Regions from separate parts of the Ovis aries genome. Here regions 1 and 2 are each linked to region 3. Evidence: chromatin contacts called from public Hi-C data. All regions are on one chromosome and are shown on one strand. Each heading gives the region's core, a stretch centred on a gene start, on an enhancer-like site or on the middle of the called end of the contact. The rest is flanking DNA. Distances are from core to core; before and after follow the strand shown.

Region 1 (2,700 bases), core at 168-2,667, 190 kb after region 3:
CAGCAGATGTGACATCATTTCTACGAACTTTTCTGGCTCTTGTCCTCTGATCCCCAGGAGTGATGCACATGAGTTGACTCATACTGACCTGCTAGAACCATTTGAAAATTTTCAGAAATTTTACCAGTTGGTTGTTAAACTCAGTCAAAAAAATTAAATTATACTAAGTAGCAGTTAAATGGGCTTCCTGGGTAGCTTAGCTGGTAAAGAAACTACCTGCAATGCAGGAGACCCCCTCAATTCCTAGATCATGTGGTTCCCCTGGAGAAGAGATAGGCTACCCACTCCAATATTCTTGGGCTTCCCTGATGGCTCAGACAGTAAAGAATCTACCTGCGATGCAGGAGACCTGGGTTCTATCCCTGGGTTGAGAAGATCCCCTGGTGGAGGACATGGCAACCCATTCTAGTATTCTTACCTGGAGAATCTCCACGGACAGAGGAACCTGGCTGGCTGCAGTCCATGGGGTCCCAAAGAGTCAGACATGACTGAGTGGCTAAGCATGGCAGTTAAATACCTTGTATTAAAAACAGAGGTGATAAGTACTCAAAAACTCCTCGATTCCTTAAGTTTTAATAGTTTTTATTTACCAGCACATGGCTGTCTGAAGGCCACAGGAAAGAGTACTTCTGGGTGCTCCCCAAAGCCAGCAGGAGCATTCACCCTCAGGTTCCACAGCCACAAACACCCAAAAGCCTTGTACTCCCCCTGCCTGGCAGTTCCGCACCTGGCCAGGAACTATTGTCTCGGGACAAAGTCTTCTTGACCAGCCGCGCTCAGAGCAGTCTTCAAACTTTCAACCGTATTCCAGTGTGTATTTTCCTCCCATACCTTGTTCCGGGAAGAATGTGAGCCAGCTTCACCTGGGACCTCGTTCACCTCCCCAGCACCCAGGGTCCGTGTATCAGGTTGCGGCCTGGGGAGTACCCCCTTGGACAGAGAGGCAACGCAGTGGCTGTGCTCCTAGCATTCCTTGTGAAGCTTGGCCCCATCTGACCCCCTCTCTCAGAGAAAGGAAAGCTGAGTGGCCACAGCTGTGTGGATGGATTCGTGGCCTGGCGTGGTACAGGTGGTGGCTGCCTCAGGGTGTGATGGGAGCTGGAAAGGGCCTCGGGGCCTGGGACTTCACAGAAGCAGGATTCCTGGGAGGAGAGTGTGACAGAGGAGGGCTGACTCTGGCTCCCTGGATCCTGAATTGGGGAAGGAAATGGGACCCAGAGGAGCAGCCTGGCCCCCAGACCACTGTCCTGTGAGGCCCTTTGGCTCACACCTCCTCTTTCTGAAATCCCCTTGCACGCTTCACGAGAAGGAAAAAGCCATTTCTCCTAGCTCAGTTAGCATCCATGGTGCCATTTCCACTTTGTTAACCAGGCCTGCCCCAGACTTGCAGGCTGAGAACGTGAGCTAGGGTAAACCAGGGAATCCACTGCTGCCCTCCAGCGGCCACACATGGGATTCCCAAGCCCTGCCGGGGCCTCTGGTCTGTGACAAATCCATCCGTTCCTGTGCTGCAAGCAAAGGTGAACCCCCCCTCCCCCCCGCCCCCCGCCACGCTTTAACTTGCTCTGCTTTGGCTTTAAAAATAATCTTACGTTATACTCGAGTGAGAAAGTGAGTCTCTGGATCCGGAATTGAAAAGAGATTCATTTCCCTGGCTGCAGAGCCGGGTTTCTCAACCACACCACCGTTGTCATAGGAAACAGGCGTAACCCTGAGGTGTGGGGGCTGGCTGTGTGCCGTGTGGACTTTTGAGCAGCGTTCCTGCCTTCCCAGCACTAGGTGCCGGTAGCACACCTCTCTCTCCAGCCTTGACGACCAAAACAACGTCTCCTGACCGGAGACGCCCCCGGTTGAGAACCACTGATGTAGAAAAAGCTGAGGGCCAACATGTCTCCTGGACGTGGCCTCCAAACCAGAGGTTTAGGCCCACGGTTATAAAGCTGCAGCCTTTCAACAGAGCTGACCTGGAACTTTGGGTGGCTCTGACTCCGAGCAGGGGACAGGGAGCATCAGGAACCCCAGAGTCAGCCCAGTCTGGCTCCTCTCGGCCATCCTGGAGGCGGACTATGACCAGGGCCTCCATGCTGCCAGAGCCAAGGCCACAGTCACCATCTGGCCCTGCCATCCTGGGGTACCCAGAAGGCTCTGAGACAGCCTGCCCGCATGGCCTCTGTGGCCAGCCTCTCTGTCTTTCGATCATTCAACACATCCTGAGCACCTACTGTGCGCAGGTCACTCTGCTAGGCCCTGGGTATATAAAGATCTATTAAGTTCCCTGGATGTAAACAGAACATTAGGTGACAGTGTGACAGGGGAGGGGGAGGTGGGAGGCTGCAGGAATATTTAGGTGTTAAGACCCCGGTGCTGCAGGGGACTTCCTGAGGAGGAGCTGTGCTGACCTGGGACTGAGATGTTGACCCTGTCTTTCTTCAGCCCAGCAGTCTCCCACTGAGCCTGCACCCGGGGCGAGCTCACCACCTGAAAGTCCTCGGCAGGTCCCTGGGCTAGCTACAGGGTCTGAGGAGGGCAGAGCTGGGGCCAGGGTGGCAGCGATCTCTGGAGGCTCAGACTAGGGCTGTGTCACTGGTTCCGACAGGATGCCCACAGTCACAGGCCTTGATGATAGAGCTTGGTGGCTCAGACCGTAAAGAATCCTCCTGCAATGAGGGAGACCTGGGTTTGATCCCTGGGTTGGCAAAG
Region 2 (2,700 bases), core at 69-2,568, 140 kb before region 3:
AATTCTATTTTTCAGTTTTCTGAGGAACATCCGCACTGTTCCCAGAGTGGCTGTGCAAACCTTCATTCCCACCAACATTGTAGGAAGGTTCCTTTTCTCCACATCCTCTCCAGCATTTGTTATTTGTAACTTTTTAATGTTGATCGTTCTGACTGGAGTGTGGTGGTACCTCGCTGTCTTTTGATTTACATTTCTCTGATAATTAACAACATTGAGCATCTTTTTATGAGCCTATTGGCCATCTGTATGTCTTCTTTGGAGAAATATCTATTCGGGTCTTCTAGGCTTGGCCATCTTTTAATATCAGCCCACACAGATCGACCTCATCCTGTACACAGATCCCATAATTTATCTAAACATCACTCTATTGGTGGTCGCTTAGCTTTTAAAAAAATCTTATTATACTTACTATGGGGCTTTCCTGGTAGCTCAGTTGGTAAAGAATCTGCCTACAATGTAGGAGACTCCAGTTCAATTCCTGGGTCAGGAAGATCCACTGGAGAAGGGGTAGGCTACCCACTTCAGTATTCTTGGGCTTCCCTGGTGGCTCAGCTGGTAAAGAATCTACCTGTAATGCGGGAGACCTGGGTTCGATCCCTGGGTTGGGAAGATCCCTAGGAGAAGGGAACGGCTACCCACTCTAGTATTCTGGCCTGGAGATTTCCATGAACTGTATAGTCCATGGGGTCACAAAGAGTCGGACACAATGGAGCAACTTTCACTTTCACATACTTATTATAAACATTGCTGCACTGTCTATATCTGCTGTGGCAGGGCGGGGGGCGGTGTATATTTGCATACGTGCACATTTCAACAGAACCGGTTTCTAGAAGTGGGATGCTGAATCAAAGTGTATTACAAGATGTTCAGAAAGTTCGTACCAATTTCAAACTTTCCAAAGCTGGCAGTGGGCATTATTCAGAGTGAAGTCCCTGGACACATTGGTCTATTGACTTTTGAAGGGACCCAAGACCCTATTAATGGTGGGAACATCTGAGAGCAGGAAGAAAATTTGTCAATGATCATGGTTGAAACTTAAAAAAAATAATAAAACACTTCAGATCTATTCTCAGCTGAGTCTGGTTCTGATTCTGCTTTGTGGCTCCATGCTAGTGCTTGATCAGGAAATGCAGCTCTGTGGCCTGCACCCACAGCTCAGCCCAAACAGCAGCAGGGTGACCCTGAGATACTCCCACAAGATACAGCTCCTCATCTGGGGCAGGACATTCATGTGACTGATGAGTCTACAATAGATCCACTGATACTCCCATCTGGGACTTTGCAGAGGTCAGATGGTGACAAGTTCCTTCCCCAGCAGGCAGAGGGGGCCCTGCAGGGCCTCTGAGCGGGGAAGTTTCCTTGGTGGAGCCTTTCGGCCCCAGCAGTCTGAACTGGGGTGGAAGGAACAAAAGAACAAAGTCAGACCATTTTGTGCACAAATCCATGCTGTATTTGTCCCAGTTGCCAGACTACACTCACCATCTCTTACAAAAAGGGAGCACTCTGGTGATGACACACAGGGGTAATACCGAGGTGTATACTGAATGTGTCTGGGAAGGCAATGGCACCCCACTCCAGTACTCTTGCCATGGACGGAGGAGCCTGGAAGGCTGCAGTCCATGGGGTCGCGGAGGGTCGGACACGACTGAGCGACTTCACTTTCACTTTTCACTTTCACACATTGGAGAAGGAAATGGCAACCCACTCCAGTGTTCTTGCCTGGATAGTTGCAGCTCAGCTCTCGTCCTCTGGAGATTTTCATCCAGAATGTCACCTCAGATACCGAATGGGAAAATAGAAGGCACTAGATTTCCCTTCTAGCTTTGCCAAGGCAGATATGGTTCCCAGGCTCCTGTGCCCAGGCCTGCCAGACCAAATTAGGAAAAGAGAACAGTATGACAAAGAGGCTCATTCCACAGCCGTTTTTACTTCCTCATTTCTCAATGTGACTCTAGGGACTCCCAGGAACTGGCTGAGGGAGAGAGCATTCAGGTCATTGAGAACTGCCTGTTGGCCGGCTATAGGTCAAGCAAAAAGAAATACTATGAACAAGGGCTTCCACAGCCTGGATCCAGCCCTGGACACCTGGCCCCCTCCCCGCCTCACACCCCTGCCTAACAATGCCCTCCAGTCGAGTGGAAACGTCCCCCTGGTTCACCCTTGACATGGGAGCTTTGGTTCTAAGAGCTAAACTGGAGGACCAACTGTCAAAGGTAACAGATGGGGTTTTATTCAAGTTTACAGGGAGCAAATAAACCTAAGATTCTAGGGTTTCATCTCCCCAGATGGGCGTTCAGTGAACGGAAGCATGGAGTAATCAGCTGAAGTGCGAAACCCCACCTCTGGTACTTACATGGAAATCGTTTCTGAAGTTAGAGCAATCATAATCATCAAACACAGGCTCAAGATTTTGCAAACTGGACCCAGAAGAATCACTTGTGGTCTAGACAGGTGTCATTTCTCATGTTCTAAGTAGAGACTGTCTTATTGGAAGTCAGGTGGCTGAAAGCCAGCCATAAGAGAAGAAATCCCTTTCGTCTATGGAAGATGGCACATCAGAACAACCAACAGGCTGAAACACTTGAATTTTGGAGGAAAGCAGAATCCATCTGAATACGTTTGTTTAGAGTCCTAAGACCTTACGCAGAGGATGTTTTCATCTGGGAATGTGTCCAGTCTATACTACGTAGAGAGTACTTT
Region 3 (2,700 bases), core at 125-2,624:
TCCAGTGTGTATTAATCGCCCCCTTAACCTCCCCTGATACACATCACACTCTCTCACACTCTGCACCCATGCGTCACTCTACCTCGACATACAAGTTCTTTACACCACTCTTAATGGATCTACACGACTCTCCGAATGGTATCTTCCGACGGATTCTAACCCAGTTTCTTCTGGGGGATCCAACCCCGGCTGTAGTACCTCCCTTTTTCTTCACTTCCTCATCCATTCCCTTCTTTATGCCCCCTACCCTCACCCCAGCAACTAACTACAGATGACATTATTTCTCAGTACTTCCAACCCCAGAACGATGAACAAACTCCAGTTTCCGGCGGCGTACCCCTCCTCTAGGCCTCCCCCCACACCCCAGGTGTGCAGACTTCCACCTGGCCTTCTCCCCAGCCATCGCTCCAGCCCCACCACCACACCACGTTCCCCCACCGCAGGGATCAGACTCCTCCACACCCACCTCTATTCGGGGTCGCCGCCGCCTCCCCGGGCGCCTCCCCGCCCCGACTCGCCAGCGAGCCCCGGGCGCGCGCGCACACACACACGTTCTCACGCTTCCCTAACCTCCTTCCCCGCACCGAGACCAGCCAGCTCCGCGGGAACTCAGCCCGGCCCGCGGAGGGGGATAGGTACCCAAGTGCGTGCCCGCTCCGCCCCCTCCCGCCGAGCCTCTCGCAGCCCCCGCCTCCCAACCGGGAAAAGAGAGGACACAGCAACTCCCCCGCCACCCCGGACGTACCACCTCTGTGTCTGTTGCTCCGTGCCCCCAACCTTCGGCCCGCTCCCCCGCTCCGTACTGGGCCGGCCCCCACACTCACCGGAGATACTGCGCGCTCTGCAGGCTCATCCTCCGCCGCCGCGTCTTCCCGCGAAGCCTCTGCGCGTCTCTCAGGCTCCTCGGAGCGGCCCCGCGGCACCACGGGTGCTGGCGGCCGCCGCCATCTTCCTCTCCTCCGGCTCCTCCTCGCTCGGCGGGGGGGTGGGGGTGAGTGAGGCGAGGGGGGAGGGAGCGGGGAAAGCTGCTCTCGCTGCTGCTCCGGCCCTTGGGGCGCAGGGACACTCCGACCCGGGAAGGGGGGAGGGAAAGGGAGAAGGGATGGGGGCGGGGGGAAGAGGGACAGCAGAGGAAGGAAGTGGGGGGGGGGTCTCTCGCGAGATTTCAGCGGCGCCGGTCCCTCCGGGTGATTTCCGCCTCTCTGTAGCGCTCGCTCTTGGGATCAGTTAGCCGTGCCGCGCCTGTGCGGCTGCTGAGTGGCCCAGTGGAGGCGCTTGGCGGCTTCCGGCCAACCCACCCCTCTCCTCCCGCGCGAGGGGGCAACCCCAGCCTCAGCGGGAACATCGAGCCCAAATCAATCGGGAGTTACACTCAAAGTCTTCCCCCGTCTTTCCACTCCGTCCGATTTCGCTCTTCCTTTTTTCCTTTCCTCCACTCTTCCCGACCGGAAACGCCGCCTCTTCCTCTTACAGTTCCGGCCCCCCAGTCCCTCGTCTCCGGTCCGGCCTCGCGCCCTAAAGTGACGCTAAGGACCCCCTCCTCTTTTCTGGGGCCCCTCCCTCTGCACGCAGGGACACAGTTGGAGAGGTTAGGGTGGAGCCCAGGGATGGAGAGAAAAGAAACCAATCGGATTGGATAAGCAGCTGCCAAGGCAACTGGAGGCTGTAGCTGTATTGTCATAGTAACCAATGTGTGCAGGCTGAATGACCCTCCCTTGACTTAGTGGATTCCCCGAAAAGTGCCTAGGGTTTCCCCTCGGCTTCCCTTCCATCTTAAAGGCCTCCCCCAGGTTGGGAATCGGGTAGTTCTCCAGAGCAGTGAGGTTCATGTTCTCCTCCCTTTCCCTTTCCCGCAGCGATGGGGGAGATCCCGAGGCATTCACCACGGGCTTTTCCACCCGCCTGCGGGCGGGAACCGCCTCCATAGTTTTCCTCTCCATGACGGACGCGGGGAGGGCCGGGCCTACGAAAAAGATGCCGGGCCTGAAGGCTGGTGGGCGGTGGGCTGGAGCCGACTGTGCGAGGCGGCGGCGCTAGGCTGCGAGGCGGGCCAGGGGTTTCCCCATCACCGGGAGAGTTCTGGGAGGCGGGGTCCCGCCAGGACGGGGTCCCTGAGGGAGGAGAACGGCACACGACTGCCGAGATCCCTCGTCTGCCGACTGGGACATCCGACTTTCCCCAGCGGTCGGCCCCTCACAGAAATCCCCCAGACCCCACCCCACAATCGCACTCGGCCACGGAGCCTCCTCGGGAGTTCCCCGCGCGGCCTTCACGAGCCATCTCCTGCCACGAGGAGGCCGGAGTGGGGGTGGGAACTCATCTTGGAAGGCTGACAAGTGGTTTTTCCAGCACTTAGGGCAGGGGACACGGTGCGAAGTTCAGGGCCGCCATCCCTCGGAGAGGCACCCCTCCCGCCAGTGGGAGTCCCCCTTGCTTATCAAAAGCAGACGTCCCATTTCCTTTCTCCTCTTCAAATTTCCTTCTGTCGCGTGTCTGCAGTGTTTTAGAACTCGTCACTATGTATCTTTTGGGTTGCAGAGGAACGCATTGGGTAAGATAGTGTCAAGAAAAACAGATACTTGCGTGAAGTTCCAATGAAAGGTTTCTAGGAAATGGATTTTCATTCTTAGACCCAATCTTTTTGAATGGTTATTATGTGTATTTTATTTATCTCAGGTTTGAGGCAAAAAAGAAAAAAAC

Evidence for each region. A called contact is a pair of places that touch in the nucleus more often than the background predicts.
Region 1: a contact with region 3 is called in a Hi-C map of hypothalamus, with 6 times the contacts expected there. The contact joins the enhancer-like site here to the promoter of SMG7 in region 3. A contact is called at or near these places in 4 of 16 Hi-C or Micro-C datasets (hypothalamus, liver, muscle and 1 more).
Region 2: a Hi-C map of tail adipose tissue shows a contact between it and region 3, with 8 times the contacts expected there. The contact joins the enhancer-like site here to the promoter of SMG7 in region 3. A contact is called at or near these places in 15 of 16 Hi-C or Micro-C datasets (blood, hypothalamus, liver and 6 more).

What each region holds. Positions count from the first base shown.
Region 1 is chr12:63,760,643-63,763,342 of ARS-UI_Ramb_v3.0, reverse strand. The region is part of intron 12 of NMNAT2 (nicotinamide nucleotide adenylyltransferase 2); the gene reads left to right. Among named protein-coding and RNA genes, the nearest start is that of TRNAG-UCC, 96 kb to the left of the region's middle. Within about 2 kb of position 1,417, at least 15 of the 54 cell types and tissues checked have an H3K27ac peak or open chromatin away from gene starts, as enhancers often do. A contact at or near this core is called in hypothalamus and liver, where this site is marked.
Region 2 is chr12:64,096,874-64,099,573 of ARS-UI_Ramb_v3.0, reverse strand. No RefSeq gene overlaps it. Among named protein-coding and RNA genes, the nearest start is that of TRNAG-UCC, 9.8 kb to the left of the region's middle. Within about 2 kb of position 1,318, at least 13 of the 54 cell types and tissues checked have an H3K27ac peak or open chromatin away from gene starts, as enhancers often do. A contact at or near this core is called in liver and tail adipose tissue, where this site is marked.
Region 3 is chr12:63,952,834-63,955,533 of ARS-UI_Ramb_v3.0, reverse strand. It overlaps SMG7 (SMG7 nonsense mediated mRNA decay factor), which reads right to left and starts at 1,374. Exons shown (of 22, transcript XM_060396685.1): 1 at 825-1,374. The coding sequence starts at 853. It overlaps NMNAT2 (nicotinamide nucleotide adenylyltransferase 2), which reads left to right and starts at 716. Exons shown (of 16, transcript XM_060396688.1): 1 at 716-991.